Regions from separate parts of the Mus musculus genome. Here all the other regions are linked to region 1. Evidence: chromatin contacts called from public promoter capture Hi-C data. All regions are on one chromosome and are shown on one strand. Each heading gives the region's core, a stretch centred on a gene start, on an enhancer-like site or on the middle of the called end of the contact. The rest is flanking DNA. Distances are from core to core; before and after follow the strand shown. Region 1 holds the start of Gpalpp1 (GPALPP motifs containing 1). Region 2 holds the start of Vwa8 (von Willebrand factor A domain containing 8). Region 3 holds the start of Akap11 (A kinase (PRKA) anchor protein 11).

Region 1 (4,872 bases), core at 702-3,201:
TTGGCTTCCAACTCAGTTAAGAAAAACTTGGGATTCCCAGTCTTCTCCTAAAGTTCCAGCTGTCAGTCCCAATCTTCATAGTTTTTTGAACTAGTGGTTCTCAAACTTCCTAATGTTGTAACCCTTTAATACATTCCTCATGTTCTGGTGACCCCCCCAACCCTAAAATTACTTTCGCTGCTACTTTATAACTGTAATTCTGCTGCCGTCACGAACTGTAACGTAAACATCTGGTATGCAGCATATCTGATCCGCAATCCCTGTGAACGGGTTCTTCAACCCCTAGGTTTTAAATAAACTTCACTGGTTTTAACACTCACATTTATTTGTAAGCATAACCCCTACTAAGTCTGTACCAAGACAGTTGTTTGTTTTTTGTTTTGTTTTGTTTTTTGTTTTGTTTTGTTTTTTCGAGACAGGGTTTCTCTGTGCAGCCCTGGCTGTCCTGGAACTCACTTTGTAGACCAGGCTGGCCTCGAACTCAGAAATCCACCTGCCTCTGCCTCCCGAGTGCTGGGATTAAAGGTGTGAGCCACCACCGCCTGGCACCAAGACGGTTTTAATGTTCTTTCTTTTCCTATAATTTCATCATTTATTTTTCAATACTATTTTGTTTCAACATTTTACTTATAATTAAGTTCCTTAAACATACTACCCAAGTAAAGCTCTCCATGTCCACCACAGATGTGAAACACTGACAGTTACAACTTAATATATAGAGCAGTAACATTCAAGTTCAAAAGGCCACATTTATCATCTTGGAATTACCTTCGTTTTCTGTTTTCTGTTTTGAGGCAAATTGAATTTTGCATCATGTGATCGTGGAAAATAAGAATGTGTAACTAAAAAAGAAAAGAGGGTTTCATTTAAGATTGCAAAGGTACAATTGTTTATTGATCATTTTTTTCTTAGATTAAAAACAAAAACTGTGTAGGTAGCATGGAGTGCAGGTACTCTTGGAGGCCAGAAGAAAGCTATCGGCTCCTCTGAGGCTGGAGTTACAGGCAGTTGAGAGCCCAGTGTGGATGTTGAGAACCGAGCTTTGGTCCTCTGCAAGAGCAATAGAGTCTCATCGCCAACCCATTTCTCCACCTCCCCCCCAATCAATCCTTTTCTAATGCATACATACAATCATTACTTCCTAATACCTAGTTTTATCTCCTGTATCGCGTCTTCCTACACTGAGGGGATAGGAAGCTCTCAAAAGGTATGGATTTTTGTATGTTTTGTTTACTGCTATGCAAGTAGTCCCCAGTTTTATAGTTGGGTTAAATTAATAAAATTTTGGATGAGCAGGTGGCAGGAAACCTAGTGAGACACATTTTGAATACTCATTACCAGCCTCCAAAACTACAGCGCAAAGCTGAGAGATAAAAAGAGAAAGCTGGGAGAGGAAAGAAAGAGAAAGTAAAGTAGGGCCACTAGGAACTGCAGCTTACCCGGAGATTGGTAAGACGTGTGGTACGTGGAAAAACCATTAGGAGACAATCCCCAGTACCAAGGCGTGGAGGCTTGCAAATTCCAGGCCTGCTGGCCGCTGAACTGAGATTGAGCATCGGGCGGAGCCTGGGCATCGAAAGGAGGCTGCGCCGCGGGAAGAATCTGAGCATCGAACGGTGGAAGCGCTCCGGAGGGAGGCTGGGGCAGCACGTGAGGCTGTCCCTTCCGGCTCTGCTCCGAGCCCGCCACTGGGGACGACAGAGGAGGTGGTGGCGGCGGCAGCATGGCCCAGTACACCCAGTTGTCCCGCGGCGGCGCAGCTTCGCTCGGAGTCCCGGGCGCGGGAGTCAGATCCGGGGCCGAAGGCCACACGGCGGGTGCCGGTTCAGCCATGCCACCTAGCAAGCAGCGAGCCCAAAGTGCAACTGTGGAACTATCATTAAGCGTCACTTCCGTTACAGTAATCTGGCCAATGAGCCCATCGCGGGCTTACGTCATCAGACAAAGCCGGAAAAACCTTCGGGCCTTGCAGCAAATCCTGGTCTACACCGTCCAGCCTGGGTTTAGCTAAACTGCGTGTGCAGGTTGGCTTGGGCTTTGAGCGACTGTGCGTCGCAGCGAATGGCTAGGGACCTGATCGGGCCGGCACTGCCGCCAGGCTTCAAGGAGCACGCGACAGTTGAGGACGAGGAACGGGACCCGAGCCCGGGTAAGCAGCAGCGGGCGTCTGCACTCCCGGGAAGGACTGGCGACCACCGTGGAGTGGGCGCGGTCCGCCCTGGGGGAAAAGCTGGGCAACGCCTGAGTGTTTGGGACCCGATCATCGTTAAAATGACTATACAGTCCCAATTTGCTATTATTACGAATAGGACTGTGCTAACTGATCAATCTTCGTCCGGTCGTCTGTTTAACCCTTCCATCAACTGTATAAGAAAAGATGATGGATGGTGCATGTGTTACAAATGATGACAGCGGCTGATGAATCGGTGCCTAAGACACGCAGCTAGTCCGTGATGAAGCCCAAGTTAGAACCTAGTATCTCTATATCTTCAGATTTACAAGACTCTTGCCAAAGATCCTGTGCCTCTCTCCTCCCCGGCCTGACTTCCCGACCTCATTCTATCATTCCATCTTACACAGCAGCCCAGTGCCCACACAGTTCGAGTTTATGCTTTGACGATAGACTTTTGGGGGTGCTATGGTTGTACTTAAATGCCTGACAAAACGTCCTTCATATACCAGTTTAAGCGTCACCTTCCCGAGCATTGTCACGTCTTCCTCCGGGTTTTCCTCTCCCCAGTTACGCTAATATTTAACACATTCTGTTCAACTAATTTGTGGATATCTCAGTCTCCACCAATTCACTGTGTCTTGCAACCTTAACATGCATCTATGCCACATCAATACCTCGCACACTCTTTCATGCTTTTCCGGCTTTAGTGTTTGTTCCAGTTTGAAGGCCGGCGCTGACTCTACTTGGGAAAGAACAAAACTGACAGAATGTTGATCTGACTTTGTTTTTCTGGCTACCCAGAGACTATGTCTCCGGCAGATTCTTCCTTCCAGATCTTATTTCTAGTGCCGTTATTTTTAAAAATTCCCTTTATTCTTTGTTTTAGGAAGGAAATTTCTACCCAGTTAGGTTGAAGAAGTATGAGTGAATTCAATTTGGTAAATCCCCTGCAATTTCTTTACCTATTGTACAGGTAACAGACATTTGGGTAGATTCTGGTTTTGTTTTTGTTTTTAACTCTTACAAAGAGTGCCACTATGCACTGTGTATGTGTGTGCATGTGTATCTATCTGTCTGTCCGTCTATCTATCTCCTCTGTTATACACCCTCAGTTTCAGAATCCTACCAGTTTACCAAAGCCCTCAGTGAGTATAGGAGTTCTGATTGTTCCATGTTCTCCCTAATCATTTTCCTCTGTCTTTTCAATCTGGTGTTTTGAAGCCATATTTTGTAGTAATTTAAACTTGTATTTTCTTGTGAGAAATTAAATTGAACACTTTTCTAATTTTTTATTATCTTTTTACCACTGTGCTCTGATAGTCTTTTGCTTATTTCTTATTGAAATTTCTTTTGTCTTCTTGATCTGTAGTTTGTAAAATTGGCATACACAGCATTAGGTTCCATTATTTATATTCATGTGTTTGTGTGTGGGTATGTGCGTGTGAATGCAAGTACCTGAAGAGAACAGGAGTTGTGTGGACCCTTGAAACTGGAGTTACAGGCAGTTGGGAGCCTCCAGATGTGGGTGCTGAGATCTGAACTTGGGGCCTCTGCAGTGTACACTCTTAACTGCTGCCTGAGCCATCCTTAAGACCGAATTATGTCATTTTTTAAACAAAACTTTTTGTTAATTCTTCTTCCCACCCCCTCTTATCTCTTTTAGCCTTCAGGCATCTCCCATAACCTCCTTTCCCCTTCTGTGTCTCATGTGTGTCCCCTATTCTTCAATACCTCTTTTAACCCCCTCATAATCTCTTTTCTAGTTTCATAGCTTATATCCGTACTCAGCCCACTTAATATGCACTTGTATGAACATCAGAGAGGACTGTGTATTTGCCTTTCTGAAACTGGGTCACCTCACTATAGAACACTTTCCAGTTATATCCACTTTTCTAGAACTTTTGTGACTTCATTTTTATTTACAGCTGAGTAAAATCCCACTGTGTATTTTACACCATATTTCTGCTATCCATTTATCTGTTGATGGACATTTAGACTGGCTTCATTTCCTTCCTCTGTGTTGTGACTAGGGCATCAGTAAACACAGATATGCAGGTGTTGCTATTGCTGGTTAGTGGTCTTTTTGTCAGCTTGACATAAGCTTTTGGTCATAATTTTTCATCACAGCAATAGTAACCCTAACTAAGGCACTAGGTTTTTTCTTTCATGTTATCATAAGATATTTATTGGATCTATTACATTCGCTATTTTAAAGCATACTTTTCAGTGGCATTAGTTATATTCATACTGTTTGTGTAGCTGCCACTACCACTTCATCTCTGGAATTGAAAGTTGAGCAACAACCCCCCATATCTCCCTGCCCACAGTTCTTAATAGTTGCTGTTCTGTATTGTGAATATGCTGAATTAAGTACCTTGGAGGTGTGGGGCTCAAACAGTCTGTCTGTTTAACCCTTCCATCAACTGTATAAGAAAAGATGGTGGATGGTATGTGTGTTACAAATGGTGTCAGCTACTATAAGTAGCACTTTTCATAAATGCCCTCAGGGTTCATCTCTGTAACATTCTTCAATGTTTCCTTCTATTGAGGACTCCTGGTCTAAGATTTAAACTTTATCGGCCACATTTTACAGAGCAACAAAGTAACACAAGCAGTTTAACTTACACAATCATATAGTTAGTAAGTGGCAAAGTCCAGATTCAAAGCCAAAGACTCCAGCTCCAAAGCTTGCAGCCTTT
Region 2 (4,872 bases), core at 773-3,272, 2.7 Mb before region 1:
GATTAAAGTTGCCCAACTTCTTTTTTACTGTTTACATAAATGGCCTCTTCCCCCTTCATATCAAGCTTAGTAAAGGTATACTATCATGAAAGCCAGCAAAGCAATTGCAGCCTCTCACAAAAACAGTCTCCATGAACTTTGACCCAGTAAGCCACCGAACGCTTGTTAGGTACCCAGTGATGACAGGCACCAAAGGACCGTGCAGACAAGACAAACAGGCATACAGTTCGGGAGAAGCAAAGTCTACAACTTGAGTTTGTTTTTCATGTACTTTGTTCTCCCGTCACACTGCTAGGAAGCAGTGACAACAGAGGACAAAGGGAGTCTGGTCACGTGCTGGAGTACAACTGAGAGTCTTCCCAGCATCCACACTCATCCATCACAGCCTGCTGCTTTCTGTGCTACGGCTGTGGCCTGTGTATGACCTCTGGTTCCAACTGTGCCGCTCTCACCTTGAAAGCCCTAACCTTAGGAGTCTGGATAGCCAAGAGTTAATCTTTCACTCTGTCATGAGGGCTCTTACATGTGCCCAGGTCTCTGGTGAATACACAAGTTCTCAGTTTCAGTGCCCCTTGTTGTAGTGAGGCATATCAGTACAAAACAAATTTTTTTTCATTTTTTTAAAAACCTCTTTTCAATTAAATGTTCTATCTGCTGACTCATGGCTCTTATAGTTAGCTAGAGAGTATAAATAAATAAATAAATAAACAAACAAACAAACAAACAAACAAACGGAGTCTACCCAAAACTGCTCAACCTCAAAGCCTGTCAGATTGTACCACATTCTACCCTTGACATCTGCCTTCTCTGATAAGAGTGTATTATCATCTGGACTGGTGAAATGATGGATTTATTAGATGAGATGATACTATCTGGAGATGACACACACAAGGAGGTGAACCTAGTGAGACAAAGTAGATTCTTTGAAAAGTAGGTCTTATCCCCGATTCCTCTCTCTCTGCCTCCCTGAGAGAGCAGCTTCCCTCTGCTAAGTCCTCTTGTCATCACGAATTTCTGCCTCACCACAGGCCACAGTGATTAAAGTATTAAGCATACACTGAAACATCTGTAACTTCCAGCCAAGAAATCTTCCCTTGTTTTAGGCTGCTCTGTGTGTGTGTGTGTGTGTGTGTGTGTGTGTGTGTGTGTGTGTGTGTGTGTTTTAATGTTGTCACGCAGATGAAAACTGAGTAACAGAGTGGAAAGCAAGTACATGCTCTAGAAGCTATAATCGAGGACAGGCAAGTTTTGAATCGCAATTTCACCTTGTGATCCTCAGCGAGGCACTTTTTTTTTTTGTTTCCCTCTTTTTTGGGACTCATTCATTCCGACTATAGTATAGGGTTTTAACTAAAGCGATGACTTTCAGTTCTAAGAGTGCTTGAAACCGAGTCTTCTGTTAAAATTGGGAAGGAACATGGGCACAGGTTCTCCAGCAAGATTGTACACGTGTCTATGCCATCACGAGCCCTACTTGGCTCATGACACAAAACCAAGCCCTCGGGAGTCAAAGGTCAAGGTCAAGCACGAGTCTTAACAGCCCCCAAAGGCTGCAGCATAAACCTCTCAGTGTCCTAGAGTCTACGTGAGGATTCTTGTACAAAAATCTCCAGTGGGAGAAAACTGTGTTCCTAGGCATCAGAGACCTTAGTCCGGACCCCTAAGGTTTCAGAGTGGAGCCCAGGGGGCGCCAGCGCCTTGCCCCACATCACAAAGCAGCGAGGGCAGCGGCAGCGAAGGCGGAGGGCCCAGTTACCTGAGTCGGTCGCCCCAGAGTGCAGCAGCCTGACCTCCAGCCGCTGCTGGTCCCCGCCCGGCCTGCCCCGCAACACCTGCCGCAAGAGCAGCCGCACTCGCCGGGAGGCCACGTCCCCAAGGCCGCCCGGGGCTCCTAGGAGGAGGAGGCGTGACTGCATGGTGCAGGAGGCATGCGTGGGACCTCCAGGGGCTTCGGACAAGCACAGTCCCTGGACCGGGCAGGAGGCGATCGGCGAGCGGGACAGGAAGCGGCAGGGAGGCGGGTCCGCCGGAAACTCCTTCCCCCGGCTCGCCGGGCTCTGCGGGATGGGCCCGGCCCGGGGCGGAGGGCAGGCCGAGCGCCAGCCGGTAGGATCGGCTACCGGAGCCCGGCGCGCCGCCCCAGGCGTGGTCGCCCCAGGGACGCCCGGAGCTGGGGAGATGCCAAAGACCTTTAGCACAGTTGAGCGTATGCCCTGTTTCTTTCTTGGCTGCTAGCCTACTGTGTTATGATGCACTGTGGGCTTTCCCCTCGATACTGCTTCGGATCTTTTTTCAGAATGGAGAAAATATTCAAGAGATTCTGGAACTTCACCTATTTTAATTCGTTGTCATCTTCCCAGGGTTTCCACACCACAGGCATTGAAAGCTTCAGTTTAGCCTTCCTTTGCCGCTCCTGTTTTATCATCTTCTAAACTGCAAGAGGAAATGTTACACTATAATGGTGAATGAAAAAACGTTCAACTACCAGAAGGATCCAGTCAGGCTACAAGGCAAGGGTTATATAAACATAATTTATGTCTTTAGTGAGGAAAAAGTAGGACACTTGACTAAGGCTCCCTCCCTACCATGCATTCCAAAAGCAGCAGCAGTCTTCCATAAAGCAAACAAAGTCTAATGTAATTAGGCTGCCTCCCCAAAATGTCAAGAGTGAATTAACCAAAGCAAAAAGTTTTAATGAAGTTCTGCACAATGAAATCAAACAAACAAGATGCAGGCCTGGCTCTCAGAGAATGGCCTTGCCAATTCTAGACCTACCTGTATCTTACATCCATATTAAGCACCCACCTCCCAGGCACTTAAACTTCCCGAGGAACTAAACTTAGAAGTAAATGGAGGTGGCAGAGAAATAATTTAAACTAGTTTGGAGAAATCGAAAATAAAGGAGTGAACATTAAAGATGTCAAAACAGCATAATTATTACATGGATAGATTCTCACTATTTCACAACCACACCTGTTAGGCCTCAAATCTGAGACAACCAGCTATAGGAGGTGCCAGTTAACAGATAAAAGCTAACAGAGGTCCCTGTTAACACATCAAAGCTGGTACTAGCCACTAGATCCTCCTCCTATCTCTCCATTCCCACCTGTTACAGGATCCTCCTGGTAGAGGCACTCAGTCCCCTACTCTGAACTCTCCAACCCAGAGGCAGTACTATCTTTCCCCCAAGCTGCTCTTCCATCTACAATCCAGCCTCTTTGACTACTCTGGTCCTCTTTTGGTCTCCTGGTCTGGCTTCCTGGATCCTGGCTCTCTCCTCTCCCAGCTTCCCCTCTACACACACACACACACACACACACACACACCACCCTCACTCAGGTGTTCATTTTCACTCTGAACCCTGCCAGATAGATGCCTCTGCCTCTGTGTTTTCTCCCTCACATCTATAATGCACCTTCTCCACCCTCTTACCCAGGAGGAGTCATATCCTCTTTTTATTTTCTTTTTGTTGTTGTTGTTGTTGTTCTTTTTTTCCTTTTCTTTTCTTTTTTAATCCCTATGTGAATTGGGTTAATGGCAAACATGCAAGCAGCATAGAAATTTACAAATTGCTTTTCCTCCTTTGAGCCTGAGATAGTTGACCATTGTTACAGTCAAGTAGATTAGGTCTGGATTTGACTAAAAGACAAGGCTCTGACCTGTCTATGAGGGCATTTCAAGGAAGCAGTAATTCAAAGGGGAAGACTCTCCCACCCAGCATGTGCAGTACCTTCCTGAGGAAACTTAAAAAGAAAGAGTTGGAGGGAAAAGCCTTTCTCTTGCTTGCCTGTCTCTGCCTCTGGCTGATGAGGATCATAATTCACTGCCATGAGAATCCAATTCTCAAACAGAGACTGAAGACGAAGTGGCTTGAAAGGAGACCTCGAAACCTCCACCACCAGCAGAGAATGCTGAAGAACCCAGCCTTGTGGACTATGCAGCTACCAGGTTCTCCACCTCTCTAATGTACAGACAACCAATATTGGATTTCCCAGTTCCTACTGGGGAAACTAAACACCTTTGTGAAACATATATTCATTCAATTCATCCTGTTCTAGGGAGACTTGACTCATGCAGAGCACATACTCTATGTCATGAGATTGTGCTAAACACTTTAATTAACAATCTTATTTGACACAATTCACAAATAGGAGGTACTATTACCTAACTATTTCAGTTAGAGTTACTATTTCTCTGGTGAAACACCATCACCAGAAGAGAGTTTGCAGGGGTGATGTGGGGGAGGATTTTTTTCAGCTTACACTTCCAGGTAACTATCATAGGTCACTGAGGGAAGTCAGGACAGGAACTCAAATAGGACAGGAGCCCAGAGGCAGGAGCTGATTCAGAGGCCATGATGTTGCTTATTCATTTCCTTCCCCTGACTTCCTCAGCCTGTTTTCTTACAAACCCCAGGACCACCAGCCCAGGGGAGGCCTTACCCGTGTGGGCCTCACACATCAATCACTGATTAAGAAAATGCACCCACAGGCTTGCCTACTACAGCATGGCATAGATTGAGACACTGTAGCACATTCAGCCATTTACTGTTAGACAATGAAATCACATCAAATGCAGAAAGCAGGCATACCAACACATGTACACAGACTGATGTGTGTAAGATGCAGGCTCAAGGCTCTCAAACAATACTACACCTAGGAAAGGCCAGTGAGGCTTCACAGAGAATGCAATGTTTGAACTTGTTCTTCCAGGATGTACATTAGTAGATCCATATGCCTTTTCAGAATATTCAGTCAGAGAATTTGTTCCTGGTTATTTATATTAAAAATACAAGAGACATACTATATATTATAACTGAATTTTAAGAACACACTGAAGACCTATGAAGTAGCTCGATAGGTAAACACACTT
Region 3 (4,872 bases), core at 1,323-3,822, 2.4 Mb before region 1:
GTACATAGTTCTGTGAATATACAAAAGACATGAAAATGCATGACATGTAAGTTATACTGGAGTAAAACTACATATATGTATATATTTATATACATGCATGTGTATGTGTGTATGTAAAAGATGTTTTGAAAGACTCTAAGAAGTAAGGATACTATAGGAGGTCTTACATTTCTTTTCACTTTATGTCCATAGCATTCCAAGCAGCTAGCACAGGGGCCACAATCACTTCCCTGCTAGAGTGAGTTCGGATGATTTATGATCCTGTAAATATGTTTGGAAGGTAGAGCTGAGACCTCTGTTTGTCTAAATTAGCAATACCAAGCAGCTGCTTCTATTAATCATTTATGAGAGCTGCAGATTCCAAAAAGCACTCCAAACTAGCCTTTAAAATAACCTTATTTGAAGGAGTGGGGAATTTTTTTTTTAAAGGCCTTGTTAAAATAATACTTCTAACACATTTTTCCCTTCTTAAAAAGTAACCTTAAATCTTATTAAAAGTAAGGTGTTAACTTTCAGATGTTGTCTTGTTTTGATCAGGCTCATGGCACTGTTGTGGATGTAACATAGATTCACAGTGGCTCCAGAGGAAGGGACCATGGGGCTGAGCAGGTGGCGCTACTTCCGTTTTCACACCCTGAGGCCAGCATTTCTGAGGAAAGCATTCCTGGTATCTGGCTCACAGTCACAGTCTCTCAGTTGGTGTGTGAGGTCCGATTTCACTTGGCCTGCTCAGCCCGCTGACTCTTGAGTCTTTCAGAAAAGTTCATTTCCCTCTCCAGCTTACTCTGCCAGGGCAAGCTTGACAAAATGGAATTCAGTCTTAGCCAGCCTGTGTGGAGACCAAATGGCCTTGTTTTATGTACAAGGAAGTTGAAACTCAGGACCATAAAGAGGCTTGCTTTGTGCTTGTTACTAGTTAGTTAGTGGAGTGTTTACATCCTCATTTCTTTTGTTTTTAATTAAACTCTTTTCTTTTCTTTTTCAGCCTCCAACCCCTCTTTTCTAATCTTACTCCAATAAATATCTACAAAGAACACCATTTTATGTTTGTTTAGAGTTAACTTAGAGATGCGGCTACCTGTGTAGTGAAAATGGAGGACAGAAAGCCAAAGGCAAGAGGCCTCTCAGGCCATTCGCTTCTCAAGTAGTTTAAAACAACAAAATGATAAAAAAAAAAAAAAATCTACATATTTTAAATACAAGTCAGCAGCCAGCGCTTAGGGCTCTGACTTAACACATTTTGGAGACTGTCAAGGTCATTGGAAATTGGTTCTCACAGGATTGTCTTTTACCTGGACGAGTTCCTTGTTGTTTCAGCTTCCGTAAAATTCACTCTCTACAGGGAAGAGCTTACTAGTTTTTTGTTTTTTTTTTTAAACTAATTGTTATTGTTCCCCCCTTTAAGAGGTCAAAGCTTTTCATTGTAGACTAAACTCCCAGTTCTTTTCTTGGTTGATGAAGCAGTAAGGGATCTAGCCTCTATTATCATCCCAAGTTTATTTCTTGTTATTCAAATGTGCTAGATTAGATCCGGATTTGGGGCTTGTGAATTATTCTACTTTCTGCTAGCGATGTAGGGCTGCTATCCAAATCACTGCCTGAATCTTTCCTCCCACAAGGGCACCACCCCCAAGCAGTGGCCCAATTGTAACCACCACCATCAGATGATGATAATCTGCGAGTTAACACCTACAGATATCCACCCCCTCCCCCAACCCGGCCCCAGCTCTCAACAACCTAATCTATTTGTCTTCATAGTGTTCAATAGACAACCTGGAATTATGCCTAAAACGTGTAAGGAAAGCAGCCAAAAGCTGTTGAAGAGAACGAAGATATGACTGTACTCTTTCTTGTCTCTCTCCCCTAAAGAGGATAAAACAAATAAGGAGCATCTACTTCAAAATGTCCTTCTCATCTCTCGGCCAGTTTGAGGACCGTATGTCCTTGAGGAGACCATGCAACATGACTGCACCGATTCCTCTGATTTAAACAGGAATCACACAGCTTGTCACCCAAGGCTAGGCTTCTTGGTGGTCAAAGCCTTATTTTCCAATTTCAATGGCCCGTGGGGTTGGGAAGTGCACTGCCCTTTAGACTGACTCCAGAGGTTCCGATTGGGCCCAAGGCTTCCTCAGTGGTTTCCCCTGATGATGTTGGGAACCGGGCAGACCCATTCTGAAGGATGGGCTGTGTCTGGACCCCTGATGTCGTGGGCTGCCACTGGCTGTGGGAAACCAGCCCCAGGAAGGTCTAAGGGTGGCGGATGGGATGCCAGCATCCTGGGCTCGGGCGCTTGCCAGAGGAAAGGGTTAAGCCGTTCCCAAGGCAACGCACCAGGAAGCGCGCAAGACGTCAGCCGAGAGTTCGTAGGTCAGCTCGAGGTTTAAAGCTCCCACGGGCCGAGGGCCGCCTGGCCAATGGAGAGGGCGCCTCCGCGTCACGTGACGGGCGACCCGCAGCTTTGCCCTCCAGAGCACGTGGGAAGATATTTTCCCCCCACCCCTTGTTCCTTTTGCGCGGGCTCGGCCACGGGGTCGTTCTCGCGAGAGGTGCGACGGCTCTCGCGAGAGTGAGTGGGCGGCGTGGGGAGGCGGCGGCGGTGGCGTCGCGGGCTGGGGCGGGCGAGGGGGAGCGCCGCTGCGCTGCGGCTCGCGCCACCGGGCGTTGCGGGCCGTGACGGGAGGCTGACATGCCCGGGAGCTGAGAGGCTGTGCCGCCTGGTGAGCGGGGCAGGGAACCGGGAGCCAGAGGGCCGGGTCCAGACTGCGGCCGGGCGCCGTGGCCTCGCTGCGTGGGGCGCGGGCGGGAGGACGGTGCACTTTGTCCTCCGCAGCAGCATCCTTCCCTGTCAGCGTCCGAACCCAGGTCCCCGGCGCTGCCCTAACCCCAGATGCCGCTGTTTGCATCGCTGTCACGTCGCCTCCAGGCTGGCCAAGCATCCGAATTGCGCTATCAAATAGAAAATGGGCTGGCCAGACCACAGTGACAGTACAGTCTAAACCCCTGGTATAGCTTGGTGACAGTCCTTTAGCTCTGCCTACGGTCTTTAAAAAGAAAAGAAAAGAAAAAAAAACCCTATTAGTTGGAGGTGGCTTAGCTTTAGGCATTAAGGCATTTTGCGGTGAGCAATACTGCTGAGACACATCGCTAATGGCCTTGGCGCATACTGGAGTTAATATTCGCAGTTCTTTTATAGCCTTGTGATTATCCATTTGCTTCTAAATCGCTTGTTTTCCTTTGCATCTTTCTCACCTTGTTAGCAGTGTTATTTATATTGGTACTCAATTTTGTTATGTATGAAAATATATAAAATAAGGGCATCAGGAAAGATGGAGTATTTATTCATGCAAAGGTGATTTTGTTTTAATGTCTTTGTGTTTGCTTGGTGTGTGTGTGTGTATGTGTTGGTGTGTGTGCTGGTAAAAGGCAGCCTAGTATGATTGATGTCATTTTCAATAGTCCCACCTAATCTTTCAAACTATAGAAGCATTTTTTTCAAGGAATAACCTGGTTATTCATACTTGATTGTGTTTTCCAGGCAGGATTGTGAATCATAGGTTGGCAGTAAATTAAGCAATTAGTTGTGTAGTTAGTAACTGACTTATGAGGGATGAAGGGATATGAGGGAATTGGGGAAGACGTGGGTTTATAAGCTGAGCTGTGGCTAATGTAGATAGCTACAGAACTGCTCAACTGATCTGCCTGGAAAGGAATTGGCAGTATATACTCTGTGCCCAGTGATGTTTCTCAGTTGTTGAAGATTCTGAAGTTGGAGGCCCAGAACTGTAGTGAGAGATTTGCTAGCCTTCTCAAGCCTCTGAATTCCAGGGCTTCGTCAGGGAAACAGAAGAAAATCCTTTGGGAGAAAGGATGGTACATTTTATTTTAATTCCAAAGACTTAGTGTCTGGGAAAGGAACTCAGCCAATTCCGATCATAATGCAGCAGGTTGTGTAAAGGGAAATTTCCAGCTATAAATAGGGGAATTCTAGTCACACAGGGAGATATGAAAAACTTAGGTGAGTGGGCAAAGGAGTTAGCAAAAGTTCCCTTCCACTCATCTTTGTTGCTAGTCTTTCTAAGTTGTGGCAAGGGTTTCAGACTTTTAGAGCAATGGTTGCTTTGTCTTGTGTTTGGAAAGCAATTGAAGTAACTTTGGATGGAGCAATTACTTAGGTAATCCAAGTGTTGTTTTTTGTTTTTTTTTTTTTCATTTTTTCTTTTTCTTTTTGTGAAGTGGCCCCAGTAGTTAAATAAATAAATAAATAAATAAATAAATAAATAAATAAATAAAAAATTAGCCACTCAGAGAGAATGAGTGTTGAGCCAGGTTAGAGAACTCTTGAGTTTAGCTTGTGTGAAGTTGGGCATACCCTGGCATTCTGGCACAGGGAAAACATGCTTTACCATCTTAAAAGCAAATGGGGCAGATCCATATATTTTCATTTTTTTCTGTTCATGCTTACAGAAAGAAATTAATTGAACATGACCTCCTGGAGATAAGCATTTAGACTGTGTGGATTATTGACTAGACTTGACAGAAGGAGGAAGCGGAGAGATTTTGGATTAGCCTCTGCTTACTGGGAGCTTTTTCTTTGACCTTCCTTAATGGTTTGAGGATTATTTGGCTGCCAGAATCAAAAAGCCATTAGAATTAGCTTACTTGAAAAAGGCATTTGTTGGGGCTGGCGAGATGGCTCAGTGGTTAAGAGCGCCGACTGCTCTTCTGAAGGTCCCGAGTTCAAATCCCAGCAACCACATGGTGGCTCACAACCATCCATAACGAAATCTGATGCCCTCTTCTGGAGTGTCTGAAGACAGCTACAGTGTACTTACATATAATAAATAAATAAATCTTAAAAAAAAAAAGAAA

Evidence for each region. Promoter capture Hi-C pulls out the DNA fragments that hold promoters and counts their contacts.
Region 2: a contact with region 1 is called in a promoter capture Hi-C map of liver, with 6 times the contacts expected there. The contact joins the promoter of Vwa8 here to the promoter of Gpalpp1 in region 1. A contact is called at or near these places in 2 of 39 promoter capture datasets (liver and pre-B cells).
Region 3: a contact with region 1 is called in a promoter capture Hi-C map of liver, with 10 times the contacts expected there. The contact joins the promoter of Akap11 here to the promoter of Gpalpp1 in region 1. A contact is called at or near these places in 4 of 39 promoter capture datasets (hippocampal neurons, liver and pre-B cells), 1 of 115 datasets of contacts at active chromatin or transcription factors (astrocytes) and 1 of 9 other capture datasets (adipose tissue).

What each region holds. Positions count from the first base shown.
Region 1 is chr14:76,107,894-76,112,765 of GRCm38.p6, reverse strand. It overlaps Gpalpp1 (GPALPP motifs containing 1), which reads left to right and starts at 1,951. Exons shown (of 8, transcript NM_026177.3): 1 at 1,951-2,149. The coding sequence starts at 2,062. Nufip1 (nuclear fragile X mental retardation protein interacting protein 1) reads right to left here and starts at 1,875. Exons shown (of 10, transcript NM_013745.5): 1 at 1,440-1,875; 2 at 769-842. The coding sequence starts at 1,833.
Region 2 is chr14:78,846,328-78,851,199 of GRCm38.p6, reverse strand. It overlaps Vwa8 (von Willebrand factor A domain containing 8), which reads right to left and starts at 2,022. Exons shown (of 45, transcript NM_027906.1): 1 at 1,757-2,022. The coding sequence starts at 1,916.
Region 3 is chr14:78,534,560-78,539,431 of GRCm38.p6, reverse strand. It overlaps Akap11 (A kinase (PRKA) anchor protein 11), which reads left to right and starts at 2,572. Exons shown (of 12, transcript NM_001164503.1): 1 at 2,572-2,720.